Regions from separate parts of the Mus musculus genome. Here all the other regions are linked to region 1. Evidence: chromatin contacts called from public Hi-C data. All regions are on one chromosome and are shown on one strand. The core of a region is the stretch at or near the end of the contact, and the rest is flanking DNA. Distances in the headings are between cores, read along the strand shown. Region 1 has its middle 140 kb from the start of Gm31268. Region 2 has its middle 300 kb from the start of Gm31268. Region 3 has its middle 280 kb from the start of Gm31268.

The links. Hi-C and Micro-C count contacts between places; a contact is called where the count stands out from the background.
Region 2: a contact with region 1 is called in a Hi-C map of the N1E-115 cell line, with 4 times the contacts expected there. The contact joins two enhancer-like sites. A contact is called at or near these places in 1 of 39 promoter capture datasets (liver), 4 of 484 Hi-C or Micro-C datasets (the N1E-115 cell line and liver) and 1 of 115 datasets of contacts at active chromatin or transcription factors (embryonic stem cells).
Region 3: a Hi-C map of uterus shows a contact between it and region 1, with 3 times the contacts expected there. The contact joins two enhancer-like sites. A contact is called at or near these places in 2 of 484 Hi-C or Micro-C datasets (uterus and ventricular fibroblasts) and 1 of 115 datasets of contacts at active chromatin or transcription factors (embryonic stem cells).

Annotation. Positions count from the first base shown.
Region 1 is chr11:17,467,611-17,470,496 of GRCm38.p6, reverse strand. No RefSeq gene overlaps it. Among named protein-coding and RNA genes, the nearest start is that of Gm31268, 140 kb to the right of the region's middle. Within about 2 kb of position 1,491, at least 62 of the 459 cell types and tissues checked have an H3K27ac peak or open chromatin away from gene starts, as enhancers often do. A contact at or near this core is called in the N1E-115 cell line and uterus, where this site is marked.
Region 2 is chr11:17,624,908-17,627,793 of GRCm38.p6, reverse strand. No RefSeq gene overlaps it. Among named protein-coding and RNA genes, the nearest start is that of Gm31268, 300 kb to the right of the region's middle. Within about 2 kb of position 1,418, at least 2 of the 459 cell types and tissues checked have an H3K27ac peak or open chromatin away from gene starts, as enhancers often do. A contact at or near this core is called in the N1E-115 cell line, where this site is marked.
Region 3 is chr11:17,602,566-17,605,451 of GRCm38.p6, reverse strand. No RefSeq gene overlaps it. Among named protein-coding and RNA genes, the nearest start is that of Gm31268, 280 kb to the right of the region's middle. Within about 2 kb of position 1,516, at least 6 of the 459 cell types and tissues checked have an H3K27ac peak or open chromatin away from gene starts, as enhancers often do. A contact at or near this core is called in uterus, where this site is marked.

The DNA.
Region 1 (2,886 bases), core at 242-2,741:
CATTTTGCCTTTTCTTTGATTATTGTGTCAATGTTTTCTATAGTATCATTTGAACCTGAGATTCTCTTTCTTTTCTTGTATTCTGATGGTGATGCTTGCATCTATGGCTCCTGATTGTTTCCTAGGTTTTCTATCTCCAGAGTTGTCTCTTTTTGTGATTTCCTTATCTTTGTGATTTCTTTTAGTTTCTACTTCCATTTTTAGATTCTGGATGGTTTTGTTCAATTCCTTCACCTGTTTTGTTGTGTTTTCCTGTGATACTTTAAGATAGTTTTGTGTTTCCTCTTTATGGGCTTCTAGCTGTTTACCTGTGTTCTCCTGTAATTCTTTGAGGGATTTTTGTGTTTCCTCTTTAAGGGTTTCTACCTGTTTACCTGTGTTCTCCTCTATTTCTTTAAGAGAGTTGTTTACGTACTTCTTAAAATCCTCTATCAGCATCATGATATATGGTTTTAAATCCACATCTTGCTTTTCTGGTGTGTTGGGGGAATCCAGGACTTGCCGTGGTGGGAGATCTGTGTTCTTATGGTGCCAAGTAATCTTGGTTTCTGTTGGTAAGATTCTTGCATTTGCCTTTCTCAATATGGTTATTTCTGGTGTTAGATGTTCTTGCTCTCCCTGACTGGAGCTTGTTCCTCCTGTGGGTCTGTAAGCCTATGTCAGCACTCCTGGGAGACCAGCTCTCTCTTGGTGGGACCCATGCACAACGGGTTGTGGAACAGCCTCAGCTCCAGGGTACAGATGGCAGAGTGGAAGGATCATGTCCAAGCTGCTTCACTGATCTTGCACCCCATGTGCTCCTGGCCCGCTCCACTCCACACAGTTATTGGAGAGAAAGTGGCTGTCTCACCTCCGAACTCAGGAGTAAAAACACTCCTAGGAAAACAGGTCTCCCCTGGCAGGACCCATGCACAGCAGGCTATGGAACAGCCTCAGTTCACAAGTGCAGATGTCAGACTGGTCTACTTTGACTTTCTGTTGCCATGATAAACACGGCAACCTCAGAGGTCATAACTTCCAGAAAGGGTTTTATTTATGCTGCTAGTTACAGGTCAGAGTTCACCCTTTAGGGACTTAGTCAGAATATGAACTGAAGCAGAAACCACCCATAGGAAATGCTTCTTACTGGTGTCACTCACTAGCTCACTTGCTTGGATAGTTTTTATCTCAGCCCAGATCCACTTACCTAGGGAATGGAGCTACCCACATTGGGCTAGGCTGTCCTACATCAATCATCAATCAGAAAAAATCTCCTACAGGCATTGCTTCAGGCCATTCTGATCTGGGCAATTCCTCAGTTTAGGTCTGTCTTCCCAAATGACACTAGATTGTGTCAAGGTGACAACAAAAAAATCTAACCAACACAACACCCTGCCTACAGTAGTGAAATCCAACTAAAAGAACCAATTAGAAAGCACAGGCATGCAAAGCACATACCATCCCAGCCCTGCTACAATTCTAGCCTATGATGTCACCAGCCTCTTGATTAAGGCCTAGGATGTTTCCTGCCTGGATGATGATTCTTCCTTGGCCCCATGCCTTGAGCTCTTAACTCTGCCTCTGAGTCACCTTTTTCCACAGGAAATGAGCTATTTTTTAGATCCCTACCTCAAAGCAATCATATTAGGAGTCTTTCAATAGATTCTGAATCTAATAATGTTTGAATAAGTAGACAGATCCATACATACATAGAGAAAGATAATATACATATATGTGATACGTTTTACTTATCTACTGAAATGGGCACTGTCTTGCATATTGTGCTGTCCTGCTGCCTTTTATCCTTAATTGTTTGTCTTGAACATTATTTACTAAAAACACATGTAAATCTACCTCTGACTCACCCACCACTACCACTTTGTGAGTCATATCCCATTTTTGAGAAACTTTACTTAGCTGGGTGTCACATAATAGCTCTCTAGTGAACTGTACTTCCATAGTCCTGGCCTTTTTCCTTCTAACTCTCACACAAAAGTAAAGAGCAATTAAGCAATTTTGATGTTTACTGCTTGCCAGACTTTATTCTGAGATGTAACAAGTGAAACTCTCGTAACCTTTGCAATGCCTGGCGATGTAGGTGTCAGTGGGTTATGTGTGAGTCTCTGGGGTCACCCAGCTAGAAATAACAGAGGTGGGTTCAAATAGGCCCTCTGATGTAAGGCCCAAGTTCTTTGTTGATTCATTATGTACCCTAAGCACTGTGCTCTCTAATGAAGTCTTTCATATCTATTCATGTCTACATCTCATTAGAATTATGTTGATATTTTCAAGCCCTCTAGTAGACCTGCAATAAATATTCATGAACTGGATGATGCCAAGTTCTGAACAACCTGCCAGGGGTCATTCTACCACGTATATTATCTAGCATTTTAGGGGTTTGGTTTTTATCATTGTTTCGACAAAATACCTGTCCAAAACAATAATAATAATATAAATTTATGGAAGAAGGAGTTTATTTTGACTTACACTTCAAGGGAATCCATTCCCTGATGGCAAGGAAGGCATAGAGGAAGGAGTAGGAGGCCAACTGATCACATTGCATTAGCAAGCAAGAAATAGGGCCAGGCTATGCAACTCAAGGCCCACTCCTAGTGACCCACTTCCTCCAGCAAAACTCCACCTCCTAAACGTTGTTCCCTGAACAACTCCACCAACTGAGGACCAAGTGTTTGAACACATGAACCTTTGAGGGGATATTTCACTTTCACACCACCTCTTTCTTAAGCCAGAAATTTTGAACTGATTGTTCTGTGTTTATTGTGGAGGAGACTGGATTGGAAATAATTAGGAAGTCACATCTGAACACAGACCTATCTGATTCTAACGCATGACCATATTGTTAGTTGTAATGTCAACTGTCACAAAGTATAATCACCTGAGTAGGGC
Region 2 (2,886 bases), core at 169-2,668, 160 kb before region 1:
TTGGGAGAAGGGCTGTGAAATATCATCCTCTACACTCAACACAACCATTGTAGTCATTAACTCACAATTATAGTAATCTGCACTGGGTCCACACAATCCAAGAAAAAGAGGTGGGAGTCAGGGTCCCTACCCTTTACCTCTGAATGTTGACTATTGATAGATTCTGGGAGAAGAGGAATTGGGAATCAGTGCTTTCGGTTGTACCTCCTCTGCTGAGCCCTCTGGGCTGCAGTGGATGCTCCAAACCCACCGTTTATACACGGTCCTGGTTAATTCTAATAGGTCACAAAACAAAATGAATAGGCAAGAGTTCATGGGAAAGATTTGTAGGAAAGAGGGAAGTGGACAGGTTGGTAGCAAGGTGGGAAGATGAGAGTGGTTAATATATAAATCATTTATATATTAAATTGTAAAATTATTAAGTAGAAAGGAAGAGGGAGAGGGAGAGAGAAAGAGAGAGAGAGAGAGAGAGAGAGAGAGAGAGAGAGAGAGAGAGAGAGAGAGAGAGAGAGAGAGAGAGAGAGAAGACAGGCAACAGTAGTGTCCTGATGAATTTTCCCCTTCGACTTTACTGGGACCACAACATTCCAGTAATAGCACAGTTGTCAAAAGCTTATCCTGTTACCTTTATTTAGGAGCTTAAGGAAATGATGGCACAGTCCCTGCTCATTACTTAACTGGCATGTGTCCTTCTGTCCTTTCTTGTTCACACATCTCTAGGTATTTGTACGCAACAACAAGCACCCCAAGTGAGACAGCAACTTACCTAGCTTCCTTAGAAGCTCCCTTCCCTGTGAGAATCAGTTTGGATTAATGTCATGGGAGGGAGCACCTACTGCGAGTTTCTGCTCAGGTTTGCACATGTTAAAGAAATGCTCTGTAGAGTCAGTGACCACCTGGCAACGCCCTGTAAATGAGCATGAGGACAAGAGCTGTGTTAGGGGATACAGGAGAAAGATGGAAGGAGTTCTAGATCCTGATGACTTCCCTGAGCATCCTCAAACACAGCAGGAACTCCTTCATCAGATCTCACCTGAGAAAAAGGGCTGCCTACTTGGTAAGATGGCTTGAAATTAAGTCATTCACTACTTGTAGTCAATACTATTACTGGTACAGTGACCATAATGTATGGAAGTGGAGAAATAGTTCTACAAATAGAAACTGAATATTTAATAAATGAAAGTGAAATGTCCTTGAGAGCCCCTGCTTTGGGGAAGTTTTGTAACTGCAGTCTGCACCATTTAGCCTATGTCCCTCAGTTCACATGCAGAGATGTGGAATTCTTCATCATATGCTGAGTTGTTTGCCTTCACTGCCCCACATCTCCCTCCTGGGTTCCCTCAGCTGTTCCATATCTTCTGTGCTCTGTTTCCCATTCATTAATCACTTGCATTGTCCAGGTTTACAGTTTCCAAGTTCTGCTCATTTCAATTAGATGCCTGGGTCTCAGACAAAACCCAGCAGCAGCCTCAACCTGCACAGGCCTGATGTGGGAGGGGTTGGATTCCTGCAGGGCCCTATTTCCATGTGGACCATCTCCAGTACAGGAATAGATAATTTCAGTCATCTAGAAAATTAAGGTGAATAAGAGAGTAGACAACTGGAATGGCATATGGTATAGCTTCCTGAATTTGTGTGATTATCCATTATGAAATCACAGGCTCCGAGTTATTAAGTCTATTGACAGATGCAATGTAATTTACTTCAACAGATAACTGATCGCAGGCCTGATAAGGTCTGAATATGCCATGAATACTCCCTCATATGTTGCTCATTCTTCATTTTGCTCATTCAATGCTCTTATCAAATGCACACAAAGAAATAAAGTGACTCAGATGCCTTAAATCTATACCCACAGATCTCATTTATGTCAATTTTCTCATTCTGTACAGCAATACTCTATAATTTTGAGACTAAAAGACATAAAAGTGAGTAAGGACCTAGAAATGTAAAATGTGTACACATCTGGGTGTGGAAAAGATTTTAAATGAGTTCTAGAGGAATAGATAAAATTAGACCCTGTACTGCAACATTCAGGATACCAAAGTTGGGATAATGCTCACAGTCTGCCATTGCTGGCTGTGAGGAGGCCTTGGCTTTCCTTGTGACACACCCAGAAAGAATATACTGGAATCATGAATCAGCACTGAAATCAAACTTAAGAACTCAATTTCATAATTCCTGATACAAGGGGATGCAGAAGTCACTGCTGTCTTTTAAAGGCAAGGAGCACTTGGTGCTGTTGTAGAATATTCCAAGTTAGGTTGTACACAACCACTCGTAGCTCTAGTTCCAAGGTGATCTGATGCCCTCTTCTGCTAAACATAAACTCATGTGGGCTCTTGCACATATGCATGCACAAGTAGATACATACATAGAAAAGAAATCATCCTCTGAGTGCATTTTTAGCATGCAACACATGATGGGAAGGCATATCTGTTCCTTTGAATTTTGCAATAGTTCTCTATTCTTACAAAATGAACAAATTCAATCCTACTCATTCCACAATTTACCCTCAGGATTTGATTTGAAATTGTTATACTGCTCTCTGACTTCTTCCACTAAGCAGATTTTTTTTAATGTTCTGAGTTCAAGAGATTTAATAAATACAAGAGTGGGAAGGACTCTGCATATGCCTGCCTTCAGAAAGGTGTGTGTGTGTGTGTGTGTGTGTGTGTGTGTGTGTGTGTGTGTGTGTGTGTAGGACCAAACTGCATGACCCCATTGAGAGGAAACCCATGAACAGCTATTTAATTTGCAAAGATGTAGATGAGACTTATACTTTATTATAGACATAAAAAATGAAACTTGAGCTCTAATTAGAAACCAAATATTTTAAAAATTTAGATATATCACCCTGTGCTCAACAGGAAGTCACCTTGTACT
Region 3 (2,886 bases), core at 267-2,766, 130 kb before region 1:
GCCTACTCTCAATCTTCCATTTAAGCTGACTAATTAATAAGAAATTTGATTGGAGACAGTAAGGGAGGGGAAACATATAACCAGAAAATCTCAGAAAACCTGATAATACAAAGTCCAAAGATCAGACCAAGTCTCCGAAGAAAAGACAAAGGCAAGGACCTCAAGCCGGATAGAAAGTACAATGAGATGGGGTAAAGGGAAATGGGAAAGGGTATGTATGCCTGCTGAACACAGGCTAAGAGCTTCAGGGGCAGTGCTCAGGGCTGGTTCTGGAATGATGACCATGTGTGGTCATGGCATGAGAAGTAGCTGTATATGTTTTTTGTTTGTTTTTTGCTTGTTTGTTTTTTGTTTTGTTTTTTTTAAATTCTTACACAGGGCTGACTTTTAAAATGAAACAGAGTTTTTCTGGGTTATTTCTCTAAATTACCCTTATGTTAAAAGATGTATTTTGTTGCAAACTATATCTAGCTTGTGCATACTCTTTTTGAGTCTTCCTGGGAGGGTCACTGACATATCAAGGGCAATCTTCATTAATAGTTTTAAAATTATGAGCAAACTAGAGGCCTGATTAATTCTGCCACTTTACAGGAAACACAGAGTTTTATCTAATATCTATGAACTCTAATTTGGATAACACACATAGAGGTGAAGCTGAAGCAGGCATAACTACAGAGCTTTGTTCAATTGGTAAAGGCACATATATATCATATAGTATAGTTCAATATATGTTTTATAATGTATTTTAAATATAGTGTAATATAGACTATATTAAATATAAAATGTATTATATTATCTATTATAAATATATAGTAAACATATTATATTTATAAGTATATTTATAAATATAAAGGACCCCATGTCTCAGAGCTCCTTTCTGTGCTACAGCACCTTGTCAAATATGGTCTCAGCAGAAAAAAGAAGGCTTGATGCTGTCACACTTACTGTAAGAGTCTGAGAGTGCCCTCTTGAACCCATGAAAATATCCCTGCCCAGGCTGTGTCTGTGCGGGACAAAATCTAAGTGGCCCTGCAAAGAAATGTTTACAGCTCCCTGAGATCTAACACTTATTCACTTAAGCATTTATCATACATCTGCTAGTACATCTTAGCTTTGGCCTCTAAGCACTACTATATGCTGGGAACACTAAACCACACCAGCATCTATATAAATGGTAAGGAGGCTGCCACTTGAACACAGACATCCTGACGGAATTGGCTAGGATTGACTCTAAAAGCTCCACAGCACATTAGTTAAGATCCAAGTTGGGATCTGAATTTTAAGAGGCCACCCACTGCTACTTCAACATTCTATAAAACCTCCCCTTTCTCCTGTGTTGTGTGTGTGTGTGTGTGTGTGTGTGTGTGTGTGTGTGTATGTGTGTGTGCACGCGCACACACACATTTGTGGATTTGGGAGCAATGAGGAGAAATTGAAGCCATAGTTGACAACATAGGAAGCCTTCAGATGTGCCACAGCTGCTGCATCTGGCATTAATCCCACAACCAAGGAATTCTGGAACAACACATTTTCAAGAAGTCCATTTTCTCAGTGCACGTCAGTGTCTCAGAATGCTCTCTTGGAGAGCAAAGTCAATCCTAGGTCACTCTTTCAATGTAGTCTCCTTTCAACTAAATCTTACTTTCAAGAAAATCCCTGCTATGGCTCACTGGTGTTTAACCTATCATATAATATCCGGGTTTACTGTGTTAGAAGAAGCAGAGCTATATTGTGCTTTTCCCACAAGCCTGTGATTGCATTTGACCTAGTAACCTGTATTAGATTAACATTTATTCTACAACGGCACAGCAAGCCCTGTACCTTTGTGAGCTGCAGTTTATAGAGGACACTAACCATTTTTACAAGTGGAACAGGAAAAGAGAATTGAATCTGAGGGAGTAATTCCAAGCAAGTATGTTGCTGCAGCCATTAAACTGTTTATATGAGGAGTAGGGGAATTACTTCTGACTGACCCCTCTTTTTATCTGCTTAAGAGACAAAGTGCAGGTCTCTGTAGCCAGGATGGTCTCCACTTAATTCATCTTAAAGCCTATAGGAGCCAGAGGGCTCTGCTGGCCACCAATGAGGAGTGGCTTCAAAAGCAAGGCAGCCTTTGCCTTTGCCTGATTTCCAGTCAACCCCTTGCAGATCCCTCCAGGTCAAGAGCAACAGAAAAGAAACACGAGTTCAAAATGACAATAGGCTTTTCTATCATGGGTATGTGATGGAATGGCCTCTTGATTTTCATTGGCCTCAGCACAGTATGCTGTGGTTTCATTAAGGGATATGTCATGCCTTAATTAAGACTGAAGAATGGTAACACGGGATCAGATGAGTCATGTTTCAGGGGAAAGTCTCCCTTCCCCCCAAAATAAGTACCCGGAAATAAAACTCAGAACTGCCTGAGCCTCCAGCCAACCTAACAATAGAAAAAGGTCACCTCACATTACACAGTATCGCCGGGCGGTGGTGGCACATGCCTGTAATCCCAACACTTGGGAGGCAGAGGCAGGCGGATTTCTGAGTTCAAGGCAAGCCTGGTCTACAAAGTGAGTTCCAGGACAGTCAGGACTATACAGAGAAACCTGTCTCAAAAAACCAAAACCAAAACCAAAACCAAAACCAAAACCAAAAACAAAAACAAAAACAAAAACAAAATCAAAAAAACAGAAACAAAACCAAAACAAAACAAAAAACAAACAAACATTACACAGTATCATGCAAAGAAATACAACTTATTCTTCCAGTGAACACCCAGTTCACCAACATACCCACCTTCATAACTAGGGAGGGTCCCACCAAGGAATCAGAAGGGAAGCTGCATCCAAATTATGGGTTCATCCAAGAAGGAATAATTGTATCTTGAAGTGAAGCGAACAGCAGATC